2 separate regions of the Muntiacus reevesi genome follow, and region 1 is linked to region 2. Evidence: chromatin contacts called from public Hi-C data. All regions are on one chromosome and are shown on one strand. Each heading gives the region's core, a stretch centred on a gene start, on an enhancer-like site or on the middle of the called end of the contact. The rest is flanking DNA. Distances are from core to core; before and after follow the strand shown. Region 1 holds the start of OTUD6B (OTU deubiquitinase 6B). Region 2 holds the start of TMEM64 (transmembrane protein 64).

Region 1 (3,430 bases), core at 322-2,821, 170 kb before region 2:
AAGTTTTTAATCTCTCTGAGTCTGTTTCCCATTTTAAAAATGGGATTATCTACACTTCAGAGGTAACACTGACTAGTTATTGTGAGAATTATTTGAGAAAACGAAAAATACGTTAAACTAAGTATGTGGCATACAATACATCGTGTGCAACTACAATGATCAAATAAATATTAGCTAAACTGATGACAGTTAACATGCTCCAATTCACCCACGAAACATCAGTAAATTTCTATTTAATACAACTTGCTCATAAAGCATTTCCATAACTTAAAAAATGCTTTCACATTTATTCTATTTCTTAGAAAAATCTTATGCTTAAACAGTAGCATTTGTATCATATATGTGAAGAAATTAATGCTCGAGAAGATCGAGTAAATGTGCCCAGGTTCAAATCCTATTTAATAGCAATTCTGACACTAAAAACTGGTCTTCCACTTTCTTTTGGTAAAGCTTCCTCTAGCCCATTTTATCAATCTGTTCATCTCTGGGGCATTAGACTTTCTTTGCTGACCTTCCTTAAAAAACACACTACCATGTAAATCGGATCAGAAAAACAACAATGAAAAGTGACACCTGAGCATGACTAAGCTCTCTCTTTCCCTCCAGTTTTACGATTTTATATAGTTCACTGTGTAACAGAAGTGGACAACTGCTTTCCGATGTTGTAGACAAGGAGAAACATTACTTTCACATACTTTACTCTCTTTAGAAGTCAGCTTCAACTGATCCAGCTCCTCTCTATGTTTCTGTTCCATTTCTGCTTCTAACTTAGCAACATCTTCTGTAAGTTGCTTCCTCCTCTTTTTGTCATTCCTGGGAACAGCATTCTTCATACTCTGTATTTTGGCTGAAAAGCCACCAAAATCATTACGTCAAAAACCCAGGGATTAAGAGGAAATAAGAAATAATAGCAATAAGAAGATGGTAAGAAGGAAAGGGTATAGGAAGAAAGTAATGATGAAAGCAAAAAGAGAAATTACAAAACAGACAGCTACAGAGAAGAGTCCAGATGAAGCTGAGACCCTCTCTCAAAAAAATAACAACATAACCGTGAGTTTGGTGTGGGATGAGGAAAAGGGGGGTGGGGGGTTGAAAGAGACTTAAATGTTTAAATCTTTCAACTATCCTTTCCGAGTCCTTAAAACTGAGGTGAGATATTTCAAAACGCACCCGTTAGGGCCAAGTGTCGGTCAACTAGGGCAGGAACAGCAAAGGGGGGCCTGGGTCCAAGACGGCAGCTTCCAAGGGTTTTCAAAAACCGCACCTCGGGGGTCTCGCAGGATGGGGGAACGCGGCGCATCCGAAAAGAGGAAGCTTTTGAAAGTCGAGGGGATTGAGGGGGCTTGGAGATGCAGGTCACTGGCAACCCTGAAGAAGCCTAGGATTCAGAAGTCCCTCAACGTTCCCCAGAACCGACCCGCCACGCTCCCTTCCCTGGGTCCTGGCAACTCCTGGGTTCCCACTACCCCGTCACCTTGCAGCTCCTTCTTCTCTTTGCGATGCCGTCTCACCAGCTGCTCCTCTTCATCAAGCTCCTCAGTCAAGACTGCCTCCATGACAGGTAGGGAGCCCAGCACACGCGCTGAGGAGAATCAGCGCCACGGCCTAGCACCACCTTCCACCTTTCAACCTTCACCCCGCGCGCCATTGGCCGCGACTGGCATCCAGCCCCGCCTTAAGGCGGTACCGGATCGGAAGTCAAAGGGCTGCGCGTGCGCACTCCTTTGACCCGCGCTGATGGGGCGGGGTGGCGGGGAGGAGCGCGTCGGCCGGTTGTGGGTGTGGCTCCGTCGGCTGAAGTTTGCGTGTGAGCGCTAGTCTATTGGCCCTTACTTGAGGCGTGCAGAGATGACGTAGGGGGAACCGTTTTGGACGTTTGTTTTGTTCGTTAATCGGAACATTTTTCTCTTTTGGTCCCATTGCTCAGAAAGGTTGTTCAAAAGGTAAGAAAGAAAAAACATTTCAACAAAACCTTGAATACTGTCATTGGGAATCCTTGTGTTTATTCAGTCAAACAGTAGGGAATTAAATTCTTTTTCTTATTTTCAAGGTCCTGATACTGCAGGTCCGAAGGAAAACAGCTAATTGAGAAAATGTCGCCTCTTGAAACGAATATAGCGGTGAAAACAGAAGAGATAGCAAGGATTAAGTATCATATCGCACCAGAGCTTAAAGACCTATGCTTAATGATAAAAAGTGCTGTTGTCGGAGCACTTGAAAAGTGTGAGGGAGCTGAGAGAACAGAAATGTTCAAGTCTGATGGGGCACAAAATCGAATTACTGAAGTGAACGCAAAACGAGAAATTTTCACAGCATGCAGAAAAAAAAAAAAAAAAAAAACAGAAAAAGAATTCAAGTAAAGAGAAGAAGGACCTCGATGGCCTGTGGTAAAATCTACGCATAATAGGAATACCTGAAACTGGACAAAGCAAATGAAGCTGAAACTGTAATTAAGGAATAACTGAAGAAAAATGTTCAGAGTTAAAGAAGAAACTAGATCTACAAGTAGAAAAGGCTTCCTGGGTACCATTAAGTTTTAGTAAAAAGAAAGCAGTACCTAGATATATCCTGCTAGTATTTTTAAATTGGAAGGGTAAAGAAGAAAAGTCCACAAGTATCCCAGAGAAGACAAGCCACTTATAAAGGGATGAAAGTTAGCCTGACCTCAGATTTTTCCCTTGCAACTGTAAATGCCAGAAGACAATACCTACAGTTTCTGCTCAGAGGCTCAGCCTCATCCTGCTCTTTACGACCCCATGGACTGTCAGACTCCTCTGAGCGTGGGATTCTCCCAGCAGGAATAGTGGAGTGGGGTGCCATTTTCTCCTCCAGGGGCTCTTCCCCACCCCAGGATGGAACAGGTGTCTCTTTTCCCTCATTCATTGGCAGGTGGATTCTTTACCACGTGGGAAGCCCATCTATGGTTTTAAGGGAGAATAGTTTTGAACCAAGTAGATATCCTGACAAGTTATTTCTGTACCAAGGCAATTGGAAGCATTCACAGATATGCAGAGGCTGAGAAAGTGTATCTTTTAAGTACTGCCCTTGAAAACTTTGTTAAATGATGTACTGCAGCCAACAAAAAACATGGAGTAAAATAATAGAGTAAGGCGGCAATGGTATAAAAAAATTGATGGTAAGGTTTAATTAAACAACCTTAAGTTTACAGTGTTATGTAGAATTATAAAACTAAATGCAAACGTAAATATGTGAACTGGGTCTAAAATTTCAGCTTATGTCTTTATAAGCTTAAAAGGCATGCTAAATGTTCAAAAATGTTTTGTAAAACAAAAACATACTGCTTTATTTTTAGCATGTAAAGATATTCATGTTCTTAAGTTAAACATGTAAAATAAAAGGACGTTGTCACTGGACAGAACCTGTAGAATAAAGGCATATAAATGTTAACCTGACAAAATGGGAAAACCAA
Region 2 (3,452 bases), core at 111-2,610:
AAAAGGTGAAGCAGCTTGTGCCTGATATCTTTGAAATACTCAGATCTGACTCTAGCCAAACCCACATGGCTTGAGAGGAATGACATGAATGAGAAAGCAGGTATCTAATCAGTAGGGTCTCAAAGTGTCCTGGTGGCTGTTTGGCTGGTAATTGGGTGGAAGGTCGTCCACTGAGACAAGAAACTCAAAAGAAAGAGTAAATCTATGGGGAACAACACTTCTAAACCATGAGATACCTTCTCATGGCTGAATACTGATTCCAAGCACAGTGCCAAGTATCTTCATTATTTTATTTAACCCTCACAACAGTTTTATGAGGTAAAATTGTACTATCATCTTCATTTTGCAGTTTAAAAACAAATACTGAGATTCAGGGGTTAATGATGTGACCAGTTACTAGGTCCTTTTTGCACCAGAGCTAGGCTGAGTTTGAGGTACCTACAGAAATTCCATCTGGGTGTGTCCACAGGCTGGAGTGCAAGGGAGGGACAGGGAGAGACAGACTTGGGGGTTATCAGCGTATAACCCCCAAGTGGGATCAAATCTATGAACTCAGATGAGAGGGCTCGGCGAGCTCTAAATAGGGAGAAGGAAAGAGCACCTGAGGAACACTAACCTTAGAGTCTAGGCAAAAAGAAGAAAGGAAAGCAGCATGAGGAGGAGTCATCTGGTACGGTTAATCCTTAAGAATGTTCTTCGGTGTATCTTTTCGAGAAGTTGCTAGCCCAGGTGTCTGGCACTTCATAAAAGGCTTCTGGGGTCAGAAGTGGCATTCTGTCGAGGTTGGGCTTTTATACCTAATTCCTTAAGTTCCTTAAGCACCAAACGACGACCTGAAACGTGCACAGAGATTTCACTACCTGGGGAGGTAAAAATGAGCAAATCCTCCTTAAAGCAGATGAAGAACTCTTTTTCCTCCAATATCACCACAATAGCTGTGGATATAAACGATCAGAGGTTACTGCAGAAACAGCCAACAGTATTGGGCGAGAATCCAAGCGGCTGGCTGACTGGGACCGGGCCCAAGAGAGAGAGCGCGCCCTGACAGGCAGGCACGCATGCGCCTCCTAGGAAGGCCGGGAAGGCCACTGCAGGGTTCCTCGCGCGTCACCCAACTCTCCACCTCACTGAAGCCCCTCTCCTTCTCTGGCGCCCTCATAGTCTCTACTGTTTCTCTCCTCCCAGCGGCCCCCTCAGCGACTCAACCCTCCGTACGCCGCCGCTACCCAGCCTCCTCATTACCCTGGCGGGGGCGGAGTGCTGTCCGTCACGGGGGCGGGGCCAACGATAGCTCGCGTCAGGCCCCGCCCCCGCGCGCTGACGCCCCGCCCCGCGCTCCCGACGCCCCGCCCCCTCGGCCCCCGGAGAGGCGGGCTCCGCCTGTGTGGCGTCGGGAGTTTTCTCCCGCTTCACGGCGTCATCCTTCCGTCAGCGAGCCCTCAGGCTTTTTTCCCTGAGGCCCTCTCCTGCCCCTCGAGAGAACGCGGCGAGTCAGGCCACGCGCGCGGGGCGCCATGAAGGCCCGCCGCTTGACGAGCGCGGCCGCTGCGGCGGCGGAAGCGCAGGCCGGTTGAGGAGGGCCCGGCGCTGGGCCGAGGCATGTGGAGCGCCGGCGGCAGCCTGCTCCAGTCGCTGCCGCGGCTTCTGCAGTACACCGCCGCCCTCCCGGGCCACGCCGAGCCGCCGCCGCCGGCCGGCTGGGCCCTGCCGCGGGCGGCAGGCGGGGGGGACGGCCCGGCTGAGCGCCTGCCCCTGCGCGGGGGCGGGGCGAGCGCGGCGGCGGCGGCGGCCCCGGGGGCCCTGCTCAGCGCCTGTCTGGAGCGCCACGCTCCGCTCGACGCCTCAGATCTGCCGGGGCCGGGCGGGGCGTTAGCGGGCGGCCCGGGGGGCGGCGGCGTGGTGGTCGACGTGGCCGAGGTGAGAAGCTGGCGCTGCTGCTGCCTCGGCAGCACCTGTTGGTGCCGGAGCCTGGTGCTGGTCTGCGTGCTGGCCGCCGTGTGCTTCGCTTCCCTGGCCCTGGTCCGCCGCTACCTGCAGCACCTCCTGCTCTGGGCCGAGAGCCTCGACTCGCTGCTGGGGGTCCTGCTCTTCGTCGTGGGCTTCATCGTGGTCTCGTTCCCCTGCGGCTGGGGCTACATCGTGCTCAACGTGGCGGCCGGCTACCTGTACGGCTTCGTGCTGGGCATGGGGCTGATGGTGGTGGGCGTCCTCATTGGCACCTTCATCGCCCACGTGGTCTGCAAACGGCTGCTCACCGCCTGGGTGGCCGCCAGGATCCAGAGCAGCGAGAAGCTCAGCGCAGTCATCCGCGTCGTGGAGGGGGGCAGCGGCCTCAAAGTGGTGGCGCTGGCCAGACTCACCCCCATACCTTTCGGGCTGCAGAACGCAGTGTTCTCGGTAAGTGGCGTGCCGCTGGGCCGTTCTTTCTCCCAAGTTTTTTTTTTTGTTTTTTTGTTTTTTTTTTTTTGAGCGATCTTGGGGCGGCCCTGGGAGGGCGCTCCGTCCTGTGGAATGCCGGCAGAGGAGTGACATTAACAGCAGAAGTGGAAATTACTTTCTGACGTACCCTGAGAAATTTCAAACAGATAAAGCCAATCTGTGTCGGGCACCCTCAGTAGGAGATTTGGTAGAGAAAGAACTACTCCTTTTTTGGCATATGAGTTTGGTTAAAAATGAGCCCTCTTAATTAAGAGAGGAGAGGAGTAGAATCTATTTTAAACATTTGTCATCTTATTCTGTAGCAGCTGTCGCACCAGTCAGGGAGTAAATAAAGGCTGGCTTTCCCTCTAACCTGCCAAAATGCATCCAGTATTTTAGCTCAAGTTTATAACAGTGTGGGGCTAAAGGAAGAGTTTGGGTGAATAGAGGAGAAAGTAGACTCTATTTTGGAGTTTCCTATAATTTTTAATAGGATTTTTTTTCATCAAGTAATTTGCTTTTTTAAATGTAATAAGGGGGGAAGCCTCCTTTATAACCTTTCTTTGGAGGAACTTCATTTTAAAATAACTTGGTAGTGGGTAAAACAAAATTGGACAGGTAATTTTTTTTCCAATTGAGAATATATTTGTCTTTTTATACACCTTGTACACTTTTTTTTTGGTCTTGTATTCATGTGCTTTGCTTATTCAGTTAAGGTGTTTCTAACTAACGTACATCGCTTTGTAAATGATTGAGTAATGGAAACACTGCTAGTAAATGATTGAACAATGGAACTCTGTTACTGAGGACCATCCCATGGGGGAAAAAAGGATCCAGTATTTACAGACTTAGTGTCTTCAGCGCGTGCTGTATGCTAAGTCACTTCTGTCGTGTCCATGGACTGTAGCCTACCAGGTTTCTCTGTCCATGGGATTCTGCAGGCAAAAATGCTAGAGTGGGTTGCCATTCCCTTCTCCAGGGTATCTTCCTGACCCAGGGATCGAACCTGTGTCTCTTATGTCTCCTGCATTGGC

What was found. A called contact is a pair of places that touch in the nucleus more often than the background predicts.
Region 1: a Hi-C map of blood shows a contact between it and region 2, with 2.7 times the contacts expected there. The contact joins the promoter of OTUD6B here to the promoter of TMEM64 in region 2. A contact is called at or near these places in 2 of 3 Hi-C or Micro-C datasets (blood and muscle).

Annotation. Positions count from the first base shown.
Region 1 is chr12:8,175,621-8,179,050 of mMunRee1.1, reverse strand. It overlaps OTUD6B (OTU deubiquitinase 6B), which reads right to left and starts at 1,571. Exons shown (of 7, transcript XM_065902501.1): 1 at 1,475-1,571; 2 at 696-847. The coding sequence starts at 1,556. It overlaps LOC136144872 (a long non-coding RNA gene), which reads left to right and starts at 1,848. Exons shown (of 2, transcript XR_010658651.1): 1 at 1,848-1,943; 2 at 2,051-2,351.
Region 2 is chr12:8,006,315-8,009,766 of mMunRee1.1, reverse strand. TMEM64 (transmembrane protein 64) reads left to right here and starts at 1,360. Exons shown (of 3, transcript XM_065903107.1): 1 at 1,360-2,397. The coding sequence starts at 1,600.